Regions from separate parts of the Capra hircus genome. Here region 1 is linked to region 2. A link is a contact called in public Hi-C data. All regions are on one chromosome and are shown on one strand. Each heading gives the region's core, a stretch centred on a gene start, on an enhancer-like site or on the middle of the called end of the contact. The rest is flanking DNA. Distances are from core to core; before and after follow the strand shown. Region 1 holds the start of LOC102180465 (mammaglobin-A). Region 2 has its middle 40 kb from the start of INCENP.

Evidence for each region. Hi-C and Micro-C count contacts between places; a contact is called where the count stands out from the background.
Region 1: a contact with region 2 is called in a Hi-C map of blood, with 4 times the contacts expected there. The contact joins the promoter of LOC102180465 here to the enhancer-like site in region 2. A contact is called at or near these places in 2 of 5 Hi-C or Micro-C datasets (blood and liver).

The regions. Positions count from the first base shown.
Region 1 is chr29:41,040,656-41,047,359 of ARS1.2, reverse strand. It overlaps LOC102180465 (mammaglobin-A), which reads right to left and starts at 3,858. Exons shown (of 3, transcript XM_013975890.2): 1 at 3,699-3,858; 2 at 1,892-2,078; 3 at 589-780. The coding sequence starts at 3,753. The coding sequence ends at 699.
Region 2 is chr29:40,988,514-40,994,402 of ARS1.2, reverse strand. No RefSeq gene overlaps it. Among named protein-coding and RNA genes, the nearest start is that of INCENP, 40 kb to the right of the region's middle. Within about 2 kb of position 2,697, at least 1 of the 5 cell types and tissues checked has an H3K27ac peak or open chromatin away from gene starts, as enhancers often do.

The DNA.
Region 1 (6,704 bases), core at 2,609-5,108, 52 kb before region 2:
CTAGTATTCTTGCCTGGAGGATTCCATGGACAGAGGAGCCTGGCGGGCTACAGTCCACTGGATTGCAAAGAGTCGGTCAGGACTGAGAGGCTTACACTCACTCAAACATCTCAGGAATTAGAGTAAATAATATTTTTGTGAACTAATGTTAAAAGTTAAGATTAGTGCCATATATCAGATTTTAAAATCAGGACAGGATTCACCCTGGCTTTGCCTGAATCATCTCTCTCTGTGGCTCTGTTCCCAGCCCTGCACACTTGGGGCAGAGACAGGGAGAGCTGAGAAAGGCGCCCCACCCATGGCCAGCAGGGTTCAGAATGAAGATGAAGACTGACACAGGTCAGGGAACTTGTGTATGACCCAGTCACCAGAAACTCCCCTCTAGTTCCTGGGGAGATGGGGATGAGGAGGGGAGGAAAACCCGCTTTTCCAGAGAGACAATTAATGTTGGGCTTAGAAATGGTAAGGGACAAAGTGCTTTTCAGACACCTCTATCCTTCACCCCTGTTATTTACTGAATAATTCTCTGTGTGTGTTATATGCAGAGCTCTATAAAGTATCCATTTGAATCAGATAATAAAAAAGAACTTCTGATATGCAGATACTTTATTGAAATGAAAATGTATTTGAGGTTTCAACAATTGTCTTGCAGTGTGTAGATTAAAAGACAAAAAAGACAGACAGCTTGTGGTATATACTCATCGCCAGTCGACATTTCTGAGCCAAAGTTCTTGCAGAAAGTTAGAATGCTTTACAGTATATACTGTTGTACATGACTTCCTGAAAAACAAACAAACAAAAATCACTTAGATTTTTAGCTCCCTCTTGCAAAATAAAATCTTGCACAATAAACGTTTCTTCTAAGTGTTATCTTGAATGCATTCACACACATCTGACATTCAAGAGAATTAGTGCTGGAAGTTAAATCAGAATGATCCCATTTATCCTATCATTCAGGAGACATTTATTAATCCCAAAGAAGTGCTGGTGCTTCCAGATCTTATCCCCACCAGAGGTCCCTTGAGTAAGTTCTTTTCTGCACATTTCTTGCTGTAATAACTTATCTATAATGATGCTACGTATATTATCAGTTTTCCATAGAATCGTGACAATCTCAGCTTCAATACAAGGACCCAAGACATTTTTGAATTCTTGTGCAGACTTTCTGTCAGAAATATAGAAAATAGCCTGGACCTTTATCTTTGACTTTGTAGCCCACAAAATCTTGAGGCTGTGACTCAGAAAGAGCCATCTGAGTTAGGCTTTTCAAGAAAAAAAGCCTAGCATCCTGCATTGTAAGGATCATAGTAAATGATGTAATTTACCATTTTCACTGTTTCGAATATACCTAACACCATATTCCCTCTGCAGTCAGTACGACCAATCTCCAGACTATCTTCAGGTTACAAAAATGAAATTAAATACCTGTCAGATAACTCCCATTTTCCCTCAATATCCGACTTCTGAAAGCCACTATTCCACCCTGTGTCTCTATGAGATTGGCTACTCCTGAAACCTGGTGTAAGAGTTAGGCTACCTTTGTCTTTTTGTGACTGGTTTATTTCACTGACCATAATGTGTGTGTGTGTGTGTGTGTGTGTGTGTGTGTGTGTGTGTGTGTGCCTCTGTGCCTACTGGGGAATTGAGAGTTAGGTAGACCCTTTGCTTTTCCCTCTATTGTCTTTTAAATTTATTATTCACTAAAGATTTCAGCCCTGTAGCCGTGGACATCTTTCCTGATGTCAAAGTCATCAGACTCACCACACAATGAAATAAACAGAAATATACCACATTCATCACTTGCTTTGGTGTAACGAATAACAAACGTAGAGTCTATTTGTCCCTGTCCCTTGGTTGTAAAAGCACATCAGAAGAAGCTGAAATTACCAACATCTGTTTGAAATTGGCCAGAGTTTCATTTGACTGCTGGAGAAAACATTGCTTTAATTCATCTGCAGCATTTTCCTCATTTTCAGTCTGTAGGAAATCTTTAAGATATGCTCTGTATTCATCCTTGGACACAGTGGGATCAACTGCTTTATCGATCACATTGTCAAGAAGGGAGCAGCCAGAAGACCCTGGGAAGAAAGAAGCAAACATGGGCTCCATTGTGTGTGCATGAACGTCTTTGGAGGGCAGAACCATGATGGTTGTCATTCGTTTACATCCCTGTAGAGATGTCTATTCAGAAAGATTGTGGCAAATGGTCTTCAGTTCTCTATTCTACGAGAGTAAACTTGGGATCTGGGATTTTTCTAAGACCTAAAACATCTGTGCTTCTTCTTGCTAGCCTCTAGAAGCCAAACCTTATGTAACCTTGACTAAGGAGGGCGTTGAGGAAGTGAGACGTTCTGACTCAGGGCAACATACTAAACTTTATCTGGTCTTTCTTTGTTCAGAGTCATATGATGCTTCACCATTATCATTTCAAGTAACAAGTAAAATTTCCCAGGATTGTACATGTACTGGTTCTAGAATGTTGTCCATTAGCTCTGTTGGTGTTAATGATTTTCTGAAACAAACAAAAACAAACAAAATAATGTTTGTGAAGTGATCTGTTGTGGCGACCTCGGTTGGGTAGGAGAAAGAGCTCTGGAACTGGATTAGAGAGAACTGGCTTTTATTCTTGGGTCTGTAATTTTTTATTTAGTTGACCTTGAGCCTGTCACCTTGAACACATCTGCAAATACTTGAGGAACAAATGAGGGGAGGATATTTAAAAGAGCTCTGTAGGACTTCTTTGGAGGCACAGCAGATAAGAATCCACCTGCCAATGTGGGGGACGTGAGTTCGACCCCTATTGGGGAAGATTCCACAAGCCTTAGGGCAGCTAACCCTGCGTGCTACAGCTGCTGTGCCCACGCTCTACAGCCCTTGCTTTGCAACAAGAGAAGCCATCGCAATGAGAGGCCCTCGCACCCCAGTGAAGAGTTGCCCCCACTCGCCACAACTAGAGAAAGCCTGGGCAAAGTAACCAAGACATAGTGCAACTAGGAATAAATAAACAGAAATGAAAAAAGAAGAAAAGAGCTTTGTAAGTTGAATAAAGTAAACTGTGTCTGTGACTTATGACCGAAGACTAGACTAGCTGCCAGGGCAGTAGTCTCTAACTGGATCTTCACTGGGGAAGGAGACCTCCAAGGAGGTGTGAGCTCCCCTCTTCAGGCAACACTGAGCAGGGAGGGACTGGGAGGAAAGGCATTCCAGAAGGGCTCAAATCAGCTGTGAAAACTTGTGAAGAGTTGGAACCCCCAACTGGGTGCAGGACCCTGGGTCGCCCACCGCAGCCTGAACTTCACCTCCTTGAAGATTTCCTGTTTCTTTTCATATTTAAGGAGACTCCAAGAGTGCATTTTTCAGGAAACCCATCTGGTATAAAATCAGGAATCATCAGAGCATCTCTTCCCCTTGCCCTGCTGAAATGCCTAATTCTAGTAGTCAGTCACTAGCCTCATCCCGATTTCATGGCACCTGTGACAACGGTGGGACTCCCTGAATGTCGTGAGACACTATGTGCAGCCCCAGGGCAGAGGCAAAGCTTACAAAGGGCCTTCTTTCAGATGTTCTGGAATGAGTGATGATGCTTACGTCTCTGGCGGGCAGGCCTGTCCTGTACTGGTGCTTGGGGGTTGGGAGCTCTTGCACAGGGAACCAGACAGCAGCCTTAGCCCCACATCTGTGCACCCGTCAGTACTCACCTGCATAGCAGTACAGGGGGAGGGCGACCAGCACGAGGACCGTCACCAGCTTCATGTTGGAGGCAGCTGCTGCTGACGAGTCAGTCTAATGTGTCAGAGAAGAAGGAACTCACTTTAGAGGTGAGTGCCCAGAATGCCTCCTTTTATTCTCCAGGTCACCACGCTAATCCTTCCCACAAATGAGGAAATGAGTCACAGGATAAACCTGGCATTGGACCAGGAAACAACAGCAGGAACCAATAAGAACCCAGACAGCCTGTGTTTCTGTTGGTAGAAAACTGAGGAGACAGAGTCTTTGGGACCCCAAACAATTTCGTAACTGCCGTCATGATATATGACTTTCAGTTCAGTTCAGCCACTCAGCCGTGCCCGACTCTTTGTGACCCGATGGACTGCAGCACGCCAGGCCTCCCTGTCCATCACCAACTCCCAGAGTTTACTCAAACTCACGTCCATTGAGTCAGTGATGCCATCCAACCATCTCATCCTCTGTCATTCCCTTCTCCTCTCACCTTCAATCTTTCCCAGCATCAGGGTCTTTATAAATGAGTCAGTTCTTCGCATCAGGTGGCCAAAGTATTAGACTTACAGCTTCAGCATCAGTCCTTCCAATAAATATTCAGGACTGATTTCCTTTAGGATGGACTGGTTGGATCTCCTTGCAGTCCAAGGGACTCTCAAGAGTCTTCTCCAACACCACAGTTCAAAAGCATCAGTTCTTCGGTGCTCAGCTTTCTTTATAGTCCAACTCTCACATCCATACATGACTACTGGAAAAACCATAGCTTTGACCAGACAGACCTTTATTGGCAAAGTAATGTCTCTGCTTTTTAATATGCTGTCTAGGTTGGTCATAACTTTTCTTCCAAGGAGCAAGCTTCTTTCAATTTCACGGCTGCACTATATGACTTTTTAAGTAAAATGAATGCAAATCTGCTTTCTGAATGAAGCAAAGCCCAGCATGGCAAGCCTGTGTTGTCCTCCTTGTTTTTATTATTATTGTGATCATCATTATCTCTTCTTCCTCCTCCTCCCCTTCCTCCTCCTCTTGTTTCTACTCTCTTCTTCTTCAAAGTGCAAGTAGCATATGCTGTGGGTCTGTTCTGCAGGTTTACCAAGCGCAAGAGCTGGGTGTGATACCACATACCTCCTCTGGGAGGCAGAGTTCTCTTGCCTATAGAAGCTTTTTTTCAGTAAGGTGTTTAAAATTTGGGAAATGTTAAAAATTAAAAAAACTAAAAATCTACAAGGAGATCAAACCAGTCAATCCTAAAGGAAATCAGTCCTGAATATTCATTGGAAGGACTGATGCGAAGAACTGATTCATTGGAAAAGACCCCGATGCTGGGAAAGATTGAAGACAGGAGGAGAAGGGGACGACAGAGGATGAGATGGTTGGATAGCATCACCGTCTGGTTGGACATGAGTTTGAGCAAGCCGCAGGATTTGGTGATGGACAGGGAAGTGTGGCATGCTGCAGTCCATGGGGTGGTAAAGAGTCAAACATGGCTGAGAGACTGAACTGAACTGAAAAATTAAAAATGTCCCACCTCTGTGAAGTTTGTTTTATCAAAGACTATCTCACTTAGTTCACTCAGTTTCATCAATTTCTTCTATTATAGATCTATGAATGAATTTTCATCTACTTTTTGTTAGGTTTTGAGGGTTTTTCTTCCACTGACACAAAGGATGTTGTGAAGTAGAAAAGCTGATTGCTTAGGGGAGGCAAAGCTGAATGGTGGAATGGCGATGGGATCTGGGTTCATACAGATGTGGATTTGAAGCACGGAGGCAACACCTAATCATGAAGGGTCCTTGGACAAACTCGTGGTCATTCTGAGCTTCCTTTCCTTCACTGCTAAAAGGGGCATAAATGATGCCATGCTTGGTTTTGTCAAGATGAGACTCCATGTAAAGAGCCTATCACAGGGCTTAAAACAGGGTATCATGGATTAGTGGGAGGTTCATTCATCCACCCACCCATCATCCATTCGTCTATCCATCCATCCACCCACCCATTCATCTTTCCATCCAACCGTCCACCCATCCATCCACTTCATTTCTCTATCCACCCACCCATTCATCTTTCCATCCATCCGTCTGCCCATCCATCCACTTCATTTATCTATCCACCCACCCATTCGTCTTTCCATCCAACTGTCCACCCATCCATCCACTTCATTTCTCTATCCACCCACCCATCCGTCTTTCCATCCATCCGTCTACCCATCCATCCACTTCATTCATCCATCCGTCCACCCATCCATCCACTTCATTTATCCATCCGTCCACCCATCCATCCACTCATCATTTAGCAGTACCAGGAGCTTCTACTCTGATGGGCCCTCTGCTATGTATCACACATTCATTTGCAGGGATAAGTTAGACCCGGACCTTGCCCCTGCGGTGCAAACGGGGCAGGCAGCAGACAAGCCTTCAACTGAATGAGTGATATCACAAAGCAACAGCTCTAAAGACTAAACAACCACTAAGGACAGCGTCCTGCAGGGAGGTCCAGACGAGTTGTAGGAAGAAGGCCTTTTAAGCTTGGATGAGTGGACAATGACCTCCAAGGGAAGTTCTGGGAAGAGTGTTCTATGCGGAGGGAACAGCAGGTACAGAGGCCCTGAGGAGCAGATTGTGCTTGTCATGACAAGGAAAGCAAGGAAAGTGTATCTCTTGATGTCACAGTGGGGACAGGCTAGCCTCCTAAGAGAGAACCCACACCAGTTGAAATAGGGGTGATAGAAAGGGAATAGGAACAAGGGAAACAAGGTCAGCTTAGGTTCAAGGACTAGAGAGTCAGAGAAAAGAGTCAATAGTTAACTACCCATAAATGTATTATTTGCTCTGTGGATCATTTGGAACTCATCCCTTTCCATCATTCATAAATTGCCAAGAACACTACTGATTTAGCAAGAGGTAAGAAATAAGGAAGAAGGCTATGTTCTTACATACTCATTTTCCCTCAGGTGACCATTGCTGGTGATCTGCCTTCCAAAGGCA
Region 2 (5,889 bases), core at 1,448-3,947:
CAGTTGCAGATTCAACGAATCTACCATTTGGTTCTATTAAATTACCACTGTTCAGTTCGGTTCAGCTGCTCCTCTGTGTCTGATTCTTTGTGGCCCCATAGACTGCAGCACACCAGGCTTTCCTGTACATCACCAACTCCCGGAGCTTACTCAAGCTCATGTTCATCCAAGTCGGTGATGCCATCCAACCATCTCATCCTCTGTCATCTCCTTCTCCTCACGCCTTCAATCTTTTCCAGCATCAGGGTCTTTCCAGGGTCTTTTCCAATGAGTCAGTTCTTCTCATCAGGTGGTCAAAGTATTGGAGTTTCAGCTTCAACATCAGTCCTTCCAATGAATGTTCAGGACTGATTTCCTTTAGGGTTGACAGCTTGGGGGGTTGACAGCTTAGGGTTGAGAGTCTGAGGGACTCTCAAGAGTCTTCTCCTGATCCCTGGACCAGGGATTTAAAAGCATCAATTCTTTGGCTCTCAGCTTTCTTTACAGTCCAACTCTCACATCCATACCTGACTACTGGAAAAACCATAGCTTTGATTAGATGGACCTTTGTTGGCAAAGTAATGTCTCTGCTTTTTATATGCTGTCTAGGTTTGCCATAACTTTTCTTCCAAGGAGCAAGTGACTTTTAATTTTGTGATTTTGGAGCCCAAGGAAATGAAGTCTCTCACTGTTTTCCATTGTTTCCCCATCTATTTGCCATGAAGTGATGGGACTGGATGCCATGATCTTCCTTTTTTGAATGTTGAACTTACCTTTTTTTGTTGTTGTTGAATTTACAATCTTTGAATGTTGAATTTACCATTGATTGAGCCTAGAAACTGTGCTGCACAAGGCAACGAAGGGAGAAAAATATCAAGCTCGCTGTTCTCAAGATGTGCAGCTGGAAGAAAAGTTAAAGCAAATGACAGGAGGGAACGTTGTTAATATTGGATGTTGTTGTTTTATTAGTTGCTCAGTTGTTTCCAACTCTTGGGACCCCGTGGACGGTAGCCTGCCAGGCTTTCTGTCCGTGGAATTCTCCAGGTAAGAATACTGGAGTGGGTTGCCATTTCCTTCTCCAGGGGATCTTCCCGACTCAGGGATCAGACCTGGGTCTCCCGCATTGCAGGCAGATTCTTTACCACCTGAGCCACCAGAAAAGCCCCTAACCTTGTTTATTTTTACTAACATTGGATATATTTTAGTAAAATAAATGAGGTTTAAACCAACACTAAGCCATTTGTTTGGAAGGTTGGGGATGACAGGGTCTTTAATAAAATGATCTCCCTTTTGGCCAGGCCCTCAGAATGGAAGACAAGGTTCCATCAGTGGTTTGCTGAGGTTCAAATAAGTTGATAAGTAGAAGTTGTGTCTTTAGTTTACCGAAGTCAGCCAAGCCCCAAGGCTGGGCTTGGGGCCAAACCCCAAGCCTTCCAGAAGGAGATGGCAAGTTGCCTTAGAGCAGACCTTCTCAAAATATGATTCTCACTCCAGCAACATCAGGATCACCTGATGTTTGGAATGCAGCTTCTTGGACCTCATCTCAGAGCTACTGATGAGAAACCCCAAGGGTGAGCCCAACAAACTGTTTCATCAAGATCTCTAGGTGATTCTGATGCAAATTGTGTTTGAGAAACACAGTCCTGGAGCATCTCCCATTTGCTGGCCAACAGAACTTAATTGATAGTTTCCTGGAACACTGGTTCCTGGCTTGAGTCAAGACAACACATATTTATATAAAAACTAAAGAGAACATTATGACCAGACCCTGGAGCACTCCACCTGGATTGCCGATTGACCAGACACATTGGGCTCTGTCCCTCACCTCCTTCATTTGGGCTGAAACATTTCCTCTTCGGTGAGGCCTTTCCTGTACATCCTAATAGTTTTACTGAAGTAAGGGAATGGCAACCCACTCCAGTATTCTTGCCTGGAGGATTCCATGGACAGAGGAGCCTGGCGGGCCCCAGTTCATGGGGTTGCCAAAAGTCAGACACAACGGAGCAACTAACACTACACTATTACTATAGCTGATTTACAAAAAAATATTAGTTTCAGGTGCTGTCCATCCTAATTAAAACCACAAAACCACCCCACTTCCTGCCTTCTTTTTCTCTATGGTTTTATCACCGTGTACTTTAAATTTTACTTCTTTGGTTGGCTTATTGTTTTGTTCCCCTCAATAACACATAAGCTTTGTGAAGACAAGGAGTTTGGTCTGTTTTCTTTACTGATGTATCCACTGTGGCTTACATGAAACAGTTGTTCAACAAGAGGATTTATGCATAAATGGCTGCGACTGCAGGGAGGAACCAGTCAAAGGATGATTGATGAGGTAAGTGGGCTCCTGGGCAAGTCCAAGTAGGAGATGATGAGGAAGTAGCAATGGAATTGAAAAGAAGATGGGTTCCGGAGTCCAGGTTCAAGAAAAGAACCATCAACAAAGAAACGGGATCTCCAGTGTGACCCAACTTTCCTTTTTCGCTGTACTCTCTAGGAGCTAGATTTACTGTGAAACGGGGGGACAAAACCCAGAAGCACTGAGGTTTGGAGGCAAAGAAGTGATTCCCATCCCTGGGGCACAAAGACTTCTCTAGCATTCCCGCTGACCTTGAGGTACGTAGGAATACCACTCCCAGAAGAGCGTGTGCTCCAAGTTCACATCCTTGCTCCTGTGACACCTCGGGACTGGCCTCCCCAGGGCGTATCCAGGCTGCCTGCAGGAGCCCAGATTGCAGAGGCGGGTGGGCTCAGATGCTGGCACATAAGCAGTAGACACCAGAGACTCCCTGCTCTGGCCTTTAAACACTGGCCGCTGCCAGTCCAGTCACTCACGTGATCTTGGCCTTCCTGATTCTGTCTCACCCTCCAGGTCAGCAGAACATGGGTCACCTTGACCTTCTCGGCTCCATTTGATCTCTGGAACAATTTCCAGGGGCGTCACCCCAGGAAACCGCTTACTGGATATAGAAGGTGTGCTGTGAGTAGTAGCTCAGTCGTGTCCGACTCTTTGTGACCCTGTGGACTGCCGCTGCTCTGTCCATGGGGATTCTCCAGGCAAGAATACCGAAGAGGGTTGCCATGCCTCCTCGAGGGGATCTTCTCAACCCAGGGATCAAACCCAGGTCTCCGGCATTGAGGGCGGATTCTTTACTGTCGGAGTCACCAGGGAAGCCAGGAGGCCAAATGTTAACCGTGTGCCTGGGCTTTAGGGACAGAGACCAGAACTGGAATGTGACTACGTCATCTACCTGCTGTGTGATTTTTAACCCTAAGCCTGTTTACTACTCTGTAAAATGGGCATATTTAATGTATATGCAGAAAGGTTGTTGAAAGATTATTGCTGAGCCGTGAAAGACACCAGGATTCTAGGCTTTGGGAGGAGAGGAATTCAATCCAGGGTCAGTGACGAGGCTTGATCACTCAGAGCTTTTGTGTAATAGTTTTGTTAAACTATAAGAGAGATAGAGAAAGCTTCTGACATAAACATCAGAAGGGGGCAGAAAGAGTACCCCCCTGCTAATCTTTAGCTGGATGTTATATAGCTACTAGCCGTCTGCTAGTTAGAGAAAGGAAATGTCTCAAAACTCTGAGACTAGCACCAGGCCCCTCACCCACAACATGCATTTTGAGATAACATTAACACAAGGTCAGGATGCCAGGCTTCAACAGTACGTTAATCATGAACTTCCAGATGGTCAAGCTGGATTTAGAAAAGGCAGAGGAACCAGAGATCAAATTGCCAACATCCGCTGGATCATTGGAAAAGCAAGAGAGTTCCAGAAAAACATCTACTTTTCCTTTATTGACTACGCCAAAGCCTTTGACTGTGTGGATCACAACAAACTGTGGAAAATTCTGAAAGAGATGGGAATACCAAACCACCTGACCTGCCCCTTGAGAAATCTGTATGCAGGTCAAGAAGCAACAGTTAGAACTGGACATGGAACAACAGACTGGTTCCAAATTGGGAAAGGAGTACGTCAAGGCTGTATATTGTCACCCTGCTTATTTAACGTATATGCAGAGTACATCATGAGAAACGCTGGGCTGGATGAAGCACAAGCTGGAATCAAGATTGCCGGGAGAAACATCAATAACCTCAGATATCCAGATGACACCACCTTTATGGTAGAAAGTGAAGAAGAACTAAAAACCCTCTTGATGAAAGTGAAAGAGGAGAATGAAAAAGTCGACTTAAAACTCAACATTAAGAAAACTAAGATCATGGTATCCGATCCCATCATTTCATGGCAAATAGATGGGGAAACAGTGGAAACAGTGAGAGAGACTTTTTTTGGGGGGCCCCAAAATCACTACAGATGGTGACTGCAGCCATGAAATTAAAAGACATTTGTTCCTTGGAAGAAAAGCTATGCCCAACCTAGACCACATATTAAAAAGCAGAGATATTACTTTGCCAACAAACGTCCATCTAGTCAAAGCTGTGGTCTTTCCAGTAGTCATGTATGGATGTAAGAGCTGGACTATAAAGAAAGCTGAGCACCGAAGAACTGATGCTTTTGAACTGTGGTGTTGGAGAAGACTCTTGAGAGTCCCTTGAACTGCAAGAAGGTCCAACCAGTCAATCCTAAGGGAAATCAGTCCTGAATATTCATTGGAAGGACTGATGCTGAAGCTGAAACTCCAATACTTTGGCCACCTGATGAGAAGAAATGACTCATTGGAAAAGACCCTGATGCTGGGAAAGATTGAAGGCAGGAGGAGAAGGGGGCAACAGAGGATGAGATGGTTGGATGGCATCACCGCCTCGATGGACACGAGTTTGAGCAAGTTCCGGGAGTTGGTGATAGATAGGGAGGCCTGGCATGCTGCAGTCCATGGGGCTGCAAAGAGTTGGACACGACTAAGCAACTGGACTGAACTGAAAATGGTCATGACTGTCCTGCAGGGCTCTGAGAGGGTGAATGTGGATAATGCAGGTAAAGAACTCATCGTAATTCCAGACACACACTAAGTTTTTATTAAATGGAGCTGCTGATGACATCATTCTTGATGACTTTTGTCATGCTTTATAATGTTTGCATTATATATGCATATGCATATATGCATATGTTAGCATTGTAATGCTTTTACAGTGTTAAATGTACATTGCCTCTGCATACATCGGTGGTTCCCTAACTAGCATCCCCTCCGGAACTTTTAGAGCTCCTATGCTCCAGCTGCGCTTCCCTTGTGACTCAGCGGCAAAGAAAGTGAAGGAAAGTGTTAGCTGTTCAGTTGTGTCTGACTCTTTGCAACCCCATGGACTATAGACAGCCAGGCTTCTTTGTCCATGGAATTCTCTAAGCAAGAATATTGGAGCAGGTTACCATTTCCTTCTCCAGAGTATCTTCCTGACCCAGGTCTCCTGCATTGCAGGCAGTAGCAAAGAATCCACTTGCAAATGCAGGAGACATGTCAGGATCAAACGGAGAAGAAAACGGCAACCCACTCCAGTTGTCTTGCCTGGGAAATCTGGGAAGCCCAGGCAAAGACATACTCGCCACTTTACTCAGCACAACCCCTCCCAGTCATAGAATGTCATATGAAACAAATTTGAAATGCACTCTGTATTTGAATGAATCCTAAAACACTTTTCTTTGCATGGATAGAATCTTTTAGACTAACATGTATAGTGCATGCTAAATAATTTCCCATTTTTTTGAAAGCCCTCCTGTATTTAGCCTTAATTTTGTTCTAAATGTAGACAGCTATAGATATAAAGTTACAGATATAGATGTAGATATGGATATAAAGGTATATATATTAACATATGCAACTTTATATATAGTAAAGGTACTATACTTGTAAGTCTCATTTGGGTGTAAGGTAATCATGAGCTCCCAAAAGACTGAGAAGCTGATAATGAAAATTGTGTGGAGATGATGATGAAAAAAAAAAAGAGCA